2 separate regions of the Capra hircus genome follow, and region 2 is linked to region 1. A link is a contact called in public Hi-C data. All regions are on one chromosome and are shown on one strand. The core of a region is the stretch at or near the end of the contact, and the rest is flanking DNA. Distances in the headings are between cores, read along the strand shown. Region 1 overlaps MFSD4A (major facilitator superfamily domain-containing protein 4A). Region 2 overlaps SLC45A3 (solute carrier family 45 member 3).

What was found. Hi-C and Micro-C count contacts between places; a contact is called where the count stands out from the background.
Region 2: a Hi-C map of blood shows a contact between it and region 1, with 4 times the contacts expected there. The contact joins two enhancer-like sites. A contact is called at or near these places in 2 of 5 Hi-C or Micro-C datasets (blood and liver).

The regions. Positions count from the first base shown.
Region 1 is chr16:2,758,286-2,763,666 of ARS1.2, reverse strand. It overlaps MFSD4A (major facilitator superfamily domain-containing protein 4A), which reads right to left. Exons shown (of 10, transcript XM_018060053.1): 6 at 5,211-5,381; 7 at 2,403-2,550. Among named protein-coding and RNA genes, the nearest start is that of MFSD4A, 19 kb to the right of the region's middle. Within about 2 kb of position 2,691, at least 4 of the 5 cell types and tissues checked have an H3K27ac peak or open chromatin away from gene starts, as enhancers often do.
Region 2 is chr16:2,809,580-2,815,775 of ARS1.2, reverse strand. It overlaps SLC45A3 (solute carrier family 45 member 3), which reads left to right. Exons shown (of 5, transcript XM_018060058.1): 5 at 561-2,283. The coding sequence ends at 992. Among named protein-coding and RNA genes, the nearest start is that of ELK4, 19 kb to the right of the region's middle. Within about 2 kb of position 2,380, at least 2 of the 5 cell types and tissues checked have an H3K27ac peak or open chromatin away from gene starts, as enhancers often do.

The DNA.
Region 1 (5,381 bases), core at 1,442-3,941:
CCTAGCTCCCCGCTCTCGTGTAGTGCCCCCTCCGCCCGCCCTGTCTGCCAGGCAGCCCACGAGAGAGTCCGCGCTTTGAATTTTAGTTCAGCCTGTCACCAGCACCAACGTTTGCTAGACACTCAGAGATCAGCGTCATCCCCTCCGGCATTCCAGGCCCCCGTTTTTCTCACGTAGGTGTACCCCCATCTCAGCCCTTGCCCTCACAGTGCTCACTGCCCTGCCTCTCCCTTCCCCAGCACGCCCTTCCTCTGTGACTTGACCCACCCTGGGCCAGCTCAGTGCTCCGTCCCCTCCGTGAGCCTGTCTCTAGATGGTCCGTAGCACCCATGTGAGTGTCTACTCTCCTCAGTAGCGTCTATGGGCAGGTACTGTGCTAAACCCTGAGGGCACTCAGGTGACTCACCCGAGTTAACATCTATACTGAGCACCTGTGAGCACCTTACGCTGTTGAGTCAAGAGCTTTGCATGCCCTCCAATGCACAGGACAACCCTAAAAGGAAGGTGTTGGCATTCTGATTTTGCACAGAGAAAAACTGAGGCTCAGAAGCAGGGAGGAAGATGAACTGCGCAAGGTGACAGAGCCGGAAGGCATGGAGGCGAGGCGGACCTTGAGGTCTGCTGCTGACCTCAAAGCCAAGCTCTGGCCTCCGTCCCTCGCTGGTGCACTCAGGGTGCATGTTGAGGAACGGCAGGTAACGTTAGGACAAAGGTGGGACGGACAGGCGGGGCGAGGACAGGGAGGGGGCTCGCCTTCCCAGTGGGGTCAGAGGCTCCCGAGGGTGTGAAAGGGGCAGGGCGCCAGCAGGCAGATGAGAGGGCGTTCCGGGTGAGGGTCCCGCCTGTGCCAAAGGGTGGAGATAGACAGCGGGTTTTGTGCCATCGAGGGGTGGCAGGTGATTGAACTAGGCGGCCTCAGGGGAAGCAGGCAGGTTGGCTGCAGAAAGGGAGAGAGCTCCAGAGGAAGGCATGGGGGCTGTGAGCAGCTCTGCGTTTCCAAGCAGTCCCTCTGCGTCTGCAGAGGGTGGCGGCCCAGGAAGCGGCCCTCACCCTGGCTGCACGGTACCATCACCCGGCAGCTCGAGTACATCAGACTGTGTGGAGATGAAGCCCAGGCTCTGTTACAAGGGCTCCGGGTGATTAGAATGTGGAACCACACTGAGAACCTCTGATGGAGGCAAATTGGAAGGCCAGGAGACAAGCCAAGAGCTGCCATGGCACAGATGGGGGTGATCAGAAATCATGAAAAGGTGGGCTCCATTAACTATTCCAAGCAGGTGAGAGGTTGATAAAGGCCTGAACCAAGGCAGGGATGGTGAGAAAAGAGGAGAGATTGAGTGACTATCTGCAGCAGAACCAACCGACATAACCTTGTTATTATCATTAAACTCTAACATTTGCTGATCCCTTTAACCTCTGTGGGATATACTAGGTGATATGTAATGCCCACATCAGCTCATTCCTCCATTTACTTCTTTGAAGTTTGGGATTTCAAGGATCCTGGTCTCAGGATCAGCTCAGCAGATGGGTGGGCTGTAGCACTAATTGCTCTGATCCCGTCTTGCCCCACACTCCAGCCCCCAGACACCAACTGCCCCCACTCCTGCTCCAAAGAAATCACTCATCTTTAGTGGTGGTTTTCCAACATTCTGGGGAATCTGATTACGTCTGAGGGTAACATTAAATGTTCAAAACATAATAATTTTTAATTAACTTGTTTTTCTGAAAAAGATCTTTGCTATGCACACTCGGGAGGCTACAGAAAGGGAAGCTTAGTTGAGAGAATCAGAGGTTTTCAAAAAGGCCATGTCACAACCGTGAATCAGGTGTGGAGTCATTGTTCCAATCCTCTGTTTCCAACAACATCCACAAGAAAACAAAGCAAGCAGGTACTTTTACTGATAAGTTATAAAACTCTTTCCCTGTGCTATAATTTTTCCCATGCATATTTGCTTTTCCTTGAACTTGGAATTTCCAGCCCATGCCTGTTACCCAAAATGCCAGCTGTGTAACATGCTCAGTTGGTAAAGAATCTGCCTGCAATGCAGGAGACTTGGGTTCAATCCCTGGGTCAGGAAGATCCCCTGGAGAAGGAAATGGCAACCCACTCCAGTATTCTTGCCTGGAAAATCCCATGGACAGAGGAGCCTGGCAGGCTACAGTCCAGGTCACACAGAGTCGGCTGAGCGGCTAAACCACCACCACCACCACCAACCACTATGGGGAAAAAGAAGATGGGAAAGAGGCGCTCACTGCTTGTCTGTGGTCTGAAATCTCCGGATCCAGCATATGTTGAAAGAAGGGGGCCACGCGGGTGGGAACAACACTGTTTGTGAGCCTTTCCCACATTCAGGCTGTGAGGCCCCGGGGAGAGGGTGGGCGCGGAGGAAGGAGGGGCTCACCTCTGTACTGCAGCACGTCCTCGGTGTAAGCCAGCATGCTGGGGAAGGTGCTGCTGAGGGACAGACCCAGGCTGGCCGTCCCCACGAACAGGAAGACCACGTTATGGGAGAAAACAAGAAGCACCAGGAACGTCACCACCACGCCGACCTGTCACAGCAGAGAAGGGGGCGCTGAGGAGCTGGGGAGCAGCTGGGAGGCCGCTGAGAAAGAAAAGCCGGTCCGTCTCCAGACGAAACGCCTCCTGGCCCCGGGCGGGCTGTGTGACTAGGGCACGGCCCTGTGGAGTGCGCGGGAACTGCACCTTCCCCAGCTGCGTCTGCCAAGGAAGGAGACCGCCGAGGACAGGAGAGACCCGGAGAGGAGGGCCAGCAGCCCCCGGCATCGCGCGGACGGCCTGCCGCGCAAGCTTAAGGAGCGGTCACCTCCTGCTCCCCTCCGCTTACACCAGGCCTCCAAGAGTCACCTGAGAATCGCTACACTTGGCACGTTTGAAAAACACCCAACTCAGGGCTTCGCTGGCGGTCCAGCGGTTCAGAACCTGCGCTTCCATTGCCGGGGGGCGTGTGTTTGATCCCCGGACTGGGAACTAAGATCTCACACGTGGCGAGGTGTGGCAAAAACAACAACAAACCGCACCTCTCTCTTACGTTAGCCTGATTGACAGAAGACGCAGGATGCCAGGGCAAGTTAGCAACTCCGCCCCCACTCGGCGTGCCCCGCTCCCCAGCTGCCTACCAGCTCCTCACCCTCGCCTTGCCTTCCAGCCAGGACACAGACTCCCTCTCCCCATCTTCTTCCCTAGCCAACTGGAAGCGCCCTAAAGCCAGAGAGCTCCACTTAGAGAATATGGCAGCCCAGCCGTTCCCTGCAGGGCCCCGCACACAGCGTTGAGATCCAGGAGAACATCAAGAGCAGAATAACCCTTAACCCTTAATTTTAAACGGAGTGGAATCTGAGAAGAAACCGCGGTGAATTTGAGACTTGGCAGCTGCACCCCGTTCAGGGCGGTTCAGTTATGGTCCCAGCAACCTGCCGAAGAAAAGCACTTAAAGAGCTTAAAAACAACTCAGACACCCGGGTTCCACTCCACTCCCCGACTCCCCGGGGCCAGGGCCCAGGAATCTGTATATTCCAAAAGCACATGGGGTTGAGGGGGCTAATGTATTTGGGAATCACTTGCTGTAGGATAGTGTTTTTCCAAACTTCTTGATGACAGGAACACCCCCACCCTCCAACCCCCGCCCTCGGGTGTCTGTTGACGGTATAGATTGCTAGCCCCTACCTCTGGACATTCGGATTCACCAAGTCTGAGTTGGACCCAGAAATCTGATTTTCCTCTTTAAACCCAGCACCCCGGCTGAGTTTATTGCCAGTGTCTGAGTCCCGTGGATGCCTCCGACTTCCTGCTTTCTCCCAAACTCAGAGTCACTCTGTCTTTAAGCAGCTGGCCTCGTGTGCTGGAGAGCTGGGCCACCAGCAGCCTCTGTACCCTCATCTTCTCCCCCAGGGGGACCTGCATCGCGCCACCCCTGTTCCACACGCTGCCCTCCGACCCCTCGCCTCTCCCTGGCCTCCCCATTCACGTCCCCTCTGACCCCGTGTCCTCACAGGCTCCCTCCCTTTCTCCTCTGCCTGCAAATGCACTCACACCACCCAACTCTTGTCAAACAAGCCTGTTCAGCTCCTCACACGTCTACTACCTTCTCTCCCTCTCCCTTCCCTTCCCTGCTCTCAGCCCCCATCAAATCCATGCCCCCTGCAGTAGAAGCAATGAGTCCTCACCACTAACCCACACCACCAGGGAATTCCCAAACTCTTTGAGTTTGGCTTCTACGCCACCCCCACCTCCCAGCTACATTGAACAAAAGTTCTTTCTTTTAAGTCATCAGTCAGCACAAGGCCCAATCCAAGGGCCTTTCTTGGAGCTCATGACCTTTGGCCTCTATGGTGGTGGTGGTGGTAGTCGCTCAGTCGTGTCCGACTCTTGCGACCCCGTGGACTGTAGCCTGCCAGGCTCCTCCGTCCATGGGATTCTCCAGGCAAGAGCCTCTACATTATTTCCCCACCCTCCTCTAGAAACTCAAGAAAGTACATTCTGACAGTGGATTGGACTTCTTGGAGAGGTGGTGAGTTTCCATTCACTAGGGGTGTTTAGACAGATTTTAGACCGCTTGGAAGCAGTATTATAGAGGTGATTTGAGCCCTGGTCAGAAGTTGGGCTAAACAACCTTACAGGAGTCTGTAATCTGGACCTCTTTGTCATAGGTGGTGGCAGGGATACACATCAGGATGGAAAGTCTTAACCACCTCTCAGGCCCAGACCTCCAGAGAGACTAGCTCCTTGAAGGTCATCCTACGTGCTACTCTGGGAGAGCTGCAAGATGCAAATTCCCAGGCGCCATCCCCGAGATGGTGCCTCTGCCGGCCACAGCGCTCTGACCCCCTCCCTGGGCACCAGAGTGAACCAGGAAGGATCAAAGTCAGCCCTGCTTCCCTCCTCGTCCGGCAGGCTGTCAGCGGGGACCTGCTCCCGACACAGCACCAGTCACTTCCCATAGCCCCTTTCTTCAGTGGGTACAAAGTCTGAGCCCCAGAGAGAGGAAAGGGCTTTTCCAAGACCATGCAAGTGGGCCGCACGCCTTGGGTTTCCACCCCAGCATCTCTTTCCCACCCTTGTACGTCGACATTCCACCCCCGCCCCCCCCCACCCGGGGCAGAGTCCAGTCTGAGAAGGTGTCCTGGGGCAGGGCTGTGGCATGGGGTGAACGGTTCTTCTGGGTCTCCAAGCAGTGAAAGGGGCCGCTTACCACATTGATGAAAACCATGGTGGCTGGCTTTACTCTGGAGGAGACAGGAATGGAGATGAGCCGGCCCAGGGTGATGAAGCCCCAGAAGAGGCTGGGGAGGTAACCGGCCACCTTGTGTCCCACGGACAGCGGCTTCTCCACTGCATAGCTGTACACGAAGGCGGAGTATGC
Region 2 (6,196 bases), core at 1,131-3,630, 52 kb before region 1:
GCCCCAGGCAGGGCAGGGTCAGGGCGTGCTTGTCCCTGGCAGATGGTAGGACAGACAGGACGGCTCCCACAGGAGCGCAGCTGGGACGGGAGTCGAGGGTTTCCAGTGGCAGGTGGCAGGGACCTGGAGGAGGAGGCCAGGAAGAGCGGGCGGCCCGGCGCGGCGGGGCCCTCACCTGTGTTCCTCCGCTCCGCCGTGTCTCTCTGCCCTCCGGTCTTCTTCTGTCTTTCCTTTTTACCCTGGGGCTCTGTCCTCCTCCTAACTGGCAGTGCCGACTGCATCTGTCACACTGATTTGAGGAGAAGCTGGAGGAGACCTCGACATGTGGTTTCAGGGGTCCTCTTCTGGGCCCCCCACCCCCATTCCCGAGGAGACTCCTCTCCGGAGACGCAGACCACGCAGGGGTCTGCCCAGTTCTCTGCCCTGCTCCCGATTTTCATTGAGACCCTTTGCTGGCTTCCTCTCGGCCCTGAGATGAAGGCCAGGGCTGGTTCTCACGGCTGGGGGACCCCGTGTCTGGGTGCTGACCTGTCCTGGTGTGTCCCCCTCTCCTCCCCCAGGTTTTCCTGCCCAAGTACCGAGGAGACGACGGAGGCGGTGCCAGCGAGGACGTCGTGATGACCAGCTTCTTGCCGAGCCCCAAGGCCGCATCCCCCTCCCCCCACGGACACGGGGGGCCTGGTGGCCTGCTGGCAGCCCCGCCCGCTCTCTGCGGGGCCTCTCCCTGTGACGGCTCCGTGCGCACCGCGGTGGCTGAGCCGCCCGAGGCCAGGGCGGTCCCGGGCCGTGGCATCTGCCTAGACCTGGCCATTCTGGACAGCGCCTTCCTGCTGTCTCAGGTGGCTCCGTCTCTGTTTATGGGCTTCATCGTTCAGCTCAGCCAGTCCGTCACTGCCTACATGGTCTCGGCGGCAGGCCTGGGTCTGGTTGCCATTTACTTTGTCACACAGGTAGTATTTGACAAGAGTGACTTGGCCAAATACTCTGTGTAGGGTGCTCGCCAGGCATGGAGGGCGGAGGGCCTGCCTCCCCGGTCCGGCTCTCCCTGCTCAGCCTCCTGGGGCCGGGGCTGGTCTTGCCCTTTCTGCTGCTGCCAAAGTGGTTGGTGTGGCTCTCCGCTGCCTCCCGGTGGCAGCGACGTGCTTCTTCCCTCTCAGCCCTATGCCAGGCGGGCCGGCTGGCTTGGTTGCTCTTCAGAAGGCTTGTCTGGACTTCTCCAAGGGGAGAAGGGCAGGGCATTTAAGTAGGTCCATGCACTGGAATGCGGGACTCTGCCTGGGGATCGCCCAGGCTCAGGGTGGACATCTGGGGTCCTGGTCAGGACACACCCAGTGAAGGGATCGGGGTAAATCCCAAATTTGAGTAAATGCAGCCGCCTGTTCTAGCACCAAGGGCCTTTATCCTGCAGGTTCTCCCATTGCCGCTCCTGCATGGGAGTTTTCTACGGTGAGACTCTGCAGGATTTGCAAGTACGGAAAGGACTTGGGGGGAGCACGATCCTGAGTGGTGAAGGCAAGCTGCCCCGCCCTCCAGCACCCCCTTTCTGCTATTCCCCCTCCCCTACACTTTATTAGGACTTTGCTTGTTGGCCCCTGTGGTGCCATCACAGGGACCCTGGTCTTTAAATATTTAACTTATTTATTTAAGTAGAAGGGGAATCAAGGTGTCTAGGAGTTGGGTAGGATAAGATCCTCGGCGACTAGGTCCCCTGAGATGGTTGGTTATTGGGCTGAGGGTTGCCAGAATCTCCTTCTCCTGGAGGGATTGGTCTGGCCTCTAAACTGCCTAACCTTGAGCTTGCAAACTCCACTCATCCCAACTGATACCCCAGCTCCTGGTACCTGAGGTGGGGAGGGATAGGGAATGTGAAGGGTGGGGCTCCAGGTCTCAGCAGCCTCCCTAGAACCCCCCACCTCGTGACCCTGCCAGCCCCCAAACTCCCCACCCCCCCCTCTAGGACTGGGCCTCCAAGCCCACCTTTCCTCGCCCGCTCCACAGTCCCCTCTTTGGGGCTGTTGTGGGACCAGAAGCACAGAGTGTGGCTCTTTGAGCCTCTATCCATCTCAGCCCCCAGGGCATATCTGTGCTTAAGAACTCTAGTGCAGAAACTCAGGAGCACCCCCTGCCTGGGCTAAGGAGGTCTTATCTCTCTGGGGGGTTTAAGTGCCGTTTGTAATAATGTCACGTCTTATTTATTTAGCGGAGTAAATATTTTATGCTGTATGTGAGCAATCAGAGTATAATGTTTATGGTGATGAAATTAAAGCCTTCTTCTATGTTTCACTGGTCTTTGTGTCTTTTCTGAGGGGGAAAGACCAGCCCTTGTCAAGACCGGGTCTGGGCAGCGGCAGGTCCCAGCACCGCCAGCAGGGGGAGCCACAGACCAGCACTCATCTGTCTTTTGCCTGTTGCGTTGTCCTACCCGGGGACTGGGGAGACGCTCTGGGGGCGAAGGGGGGTAAGGCACAGGGAAGGGGCGCATTTTCCTTATCACGGGGCTCACAGTGTGGCCAAGAAGAGCCTCAACAAGAGGATGCCCCTAGCAAACTTAATGGTCTTTGAAAGCGTCTTTGCTTTCTGGCATTACCAGATGTCCCGGCTCACCTTGTGTGTTTCTTGCCGTAGATCTGAAATGAGCTATTTTCTCTAAGGGGATTGACTTTTGTGGGAAAAGGTTGTTTTCCACAGTGACCATAATGTTGGCATTGGGAGTACTTATTATTAGCTTGATCATTGGTATTAGGCCTTTTCTGTGGACCAAACTAGGGGAAAAAAATGTTTCACGTCAATACATGGTGAGTTTCTATTGATACTGCCTATTTAGGTTCAGGATTAGAGATTACATGTGTTTATATATATACATACATATATATTTTACTTCTCTAATTTCTACCACGCTGAAACAGAGCTCAAGGCCTGGCCTAGCATGCATGTGTGTGTGTGTGAGAAGCAATAAGAGCCACTGGTCTGATGTCAGCCTTTCCGTGCCGCCAGAAATTGGAAGCTGGCCCAGAGGCATGTTCACTGTTTTTCCTGGTCCAAAGGAAATGAACTTTCTGGCTAGCCCCGCACGAGTCATCTACCTCTGTGGTTAGACTTGTTCCTATGTATTCTTCCGATGCACTTGTAAATAAAATTGTTTTCCCAGGCTTCCCTTGTGGCTCAGTGGTAAAGAATCCACCTGTCAGTGCAGGAGACCCAGGCTTGATCCCTGTGGGAAGGGAAGGAAGATCCCACATCCAAAGAGCGGCTGGGCCCGTGCACCATGAGCCTTCGCTCAAAGAACCGAGGAAGTGCACCTCCTGAAGCCTAGAGCCGAGATAAGGCCCTCTGAAATTAAAACAACCTTTTTTATATAATTTCACTTACTTACTCATTGGCTATGCCGGGTCTTTGTTGCTGCGCAGGCTTTTTCTCTAGCTGCAGTGAGAGGGGGCCGCTCTCCAGGCGTGGTCTGCAGGCCAAAGATTATTTTCTTAATTTCAGAGGGCCTTACGAGCACAAATTTTCAATACTGGAGACCCGCTAAGCCAGCTCACAGGCTGTGAGGTCTTATGTTGGTAGCTCTTCAGTTGTTTTTTTTTTATATTGGATTATGGTCGATTCACAATGGTAGTTCCTCAGCTTTAAACTACATTCCTCACAGAAATGCCAGCTCACTAAGAAGTACAGAAAAGGGGGAAAGAAGAAGGAAGAAAGGGGGCTCTGGAAAGAAGAAGGAAACTGCAAGTAACCTCAAAGATACCACAAATAGGATTTACTCAGTCCTTTCCATGTGGGTCTCAGATGAGTCAAGGACACAACCTGGCCAGTGTCCTTTAAGATCATTAATTTAGATGGAAAGGAATAAGAGGTGTGATCAGGTGTCATAGATGTATCAGGTAGGATGTACGTAGAAAATTTAAGAACACAAAGCAAAGATGTTAACAGAGTTTAGAGAAAGGAAACGATTGTTGTGGAGAGAGGAGGGTCAGGCTATCCGCACCTCCCTACCTTCATCCCCCAGCGCCTGCCATCTCCCAGAACGGGATGGAGTGCTGGCTTGTGGTCTGAGCCCAGGAATTGGAGGGGGGCTGCCCCATCCTTTGTTCCTTCATGGGTCTGTCTTTCCGGCCTGGGGTGCTTCTCCCTGCAGGAACGGGAGTGGGAGGGGCGGGGGTAGGGAACACCCCCTCAGTGGGCAGCTTGGGGCTCGGGGTGCTGCTTGTGCAGCCGGGGAAAGAGCTCTTGGTTTCCAGGATCAAATTCGACCACAGCGGCCTGGCAGCTTTGTCACCGTTGGCTGGAGGGTTGTGCAGAGTTGAAACTCGCTGCTACCCAACACTGTCACGAGATCTCCACACACGAGGAGGTAGCGTGGGGTGCCCTGGCAATCCCGCCCCTTGACTTCAGTCTGCCCTTGACTAACGCCTGACCTTTGACAAGTCATTCCACTGTGTGTACGCTGAGGGGTTAGCCGACTGTCTCTGCAGACACAGCTCTGGACTCCCGCCCTTCGTGGCTCCGTGCCACGTTCTGCTCCCCAGGACGCTGTTTAGTACCCTGCAGTGCCCAGTGACCGTTCTCTCCTTCTCGTCACACAGTCTTTGTCTAGTGTCCCATGTGCTGGACCTGACGTGCACCCCGGGGCTGTGGCAATGAAGAGACACTCACTGAGCTCAGATGCAGCTGGGAGGGGGCACACCAGGAGGGCCTCCTGCCCCTTAGGGGGCTCTGTCCTGGGGAGGGGATGGCCTCCAGGGAAGCGAGGTGAGGGTCCGTCCGTGGAAAGCCGCCTGGACCCCGAGACTCCCTCACAGGCGGCCGTGACTTCTCCCAGTGAGCTGAAGAGAGCGGAGCGGTGGGAGGACCCTGGGATCCTTCTTCGCCAGGGACGGCCCCAAGGCCTGCTGAGAAGAGGTGACTTGTCCCGGGCACACTGACACGGGGCTGTTTCTGTGCTACTCATTGGAAGCGAGGGGTACGGGGGAAGACTCTGCATTATCTTTGCAGCTTGTATTATTCCAATATAAAAAGTTTCTTTCTTTTTAATGTGGAAGACTTTTGATCCCTCTCACCACCTTCTAATAGGCACCCAAAAGATCTGTTAATCAACAATTACTATTCACTGATAGGTGTAAGGCACCATTGTAGATATAACTAAGGGGGTTATGAAGATATATCAAAGGTGGTCTTTGTTCTCTGTGAGTACTGAGGCTTCTCCATGGAAAAATAAAGCTTGTTCAAATGAGGTTATTTCTAATGGTGCAAGGCAGTTTGACACGTGCCAATGATACACAGGAGTACTAGGAGGATGGGGGAGAGACCACTGCCAGAAGGATGCTTTTTCAATAGGGACAGAGATTCAGTTCAGTTCAGTTCAGTCGCTCAGTTGTGTCTGACTCTTTGCCACCCCATGGACTGCAGCACGCCAGGCCTCCCTGTCCATCACCAACTCCTGGAGCCTACTCAAACCCATGCCTATCGCGTCAGTGATGCCACCCAACCAACTCATTCTCTGTCGTCCCCTTCTCCTCCTGCCTTCAATCTTTCCCAGCATCAGGGTCTTTTCCTGACTCAGTTCTTCGCATCAGGTGGCCAAAGTATTGGAGTTTCAGCTTCAGCATCAGTCCTTCCAATGAACACTCAGGACTGATCTCCTTTAGGCTGGACTGGTTGGATCTCCTTTCAGTCCAAGGGACTCTCAAGAGTCTTATCCAACACCAGAGCTCAAAAGCATCAATTCTTCAGTGCTCAGCTTTCTTCACAGTTCAACACTCATATCCATACATGACCACTGGAAAAACCATAGCCTTGACTAGACAGACCTTTGTTGGCAGAGTAACGTCTCTGCTTTCTAATATGCTGTCTAGGTTGGTCATAACTTTCCTTCCAAGGAGTAAGCGTCTTTTAATTTCATGGCTGCAATCACCGTCTGCAGTGATTTTGGAGCCCCCCAAAATAAAGTCTGCCACTGTTTCCACTGTTTACCCATCTATTTGGCATGAAGTGATGGGACCGGATGTCATGATCTTAGTTTTCTGAATGTTGAGCTTTAAGCCAACTTTTTCACTCTCCTCTTTCACTTTCATCAAGAGGCTCTTTAGTTCTTCTTTGCTTTCTGTCATAAGGGTGTCATCTCACATGCTAGTAAAGCAATGCTCAAAATTCTCCAAGCCAGGCTTCAACAATACATGAACCGTAAACTTCCAGATGT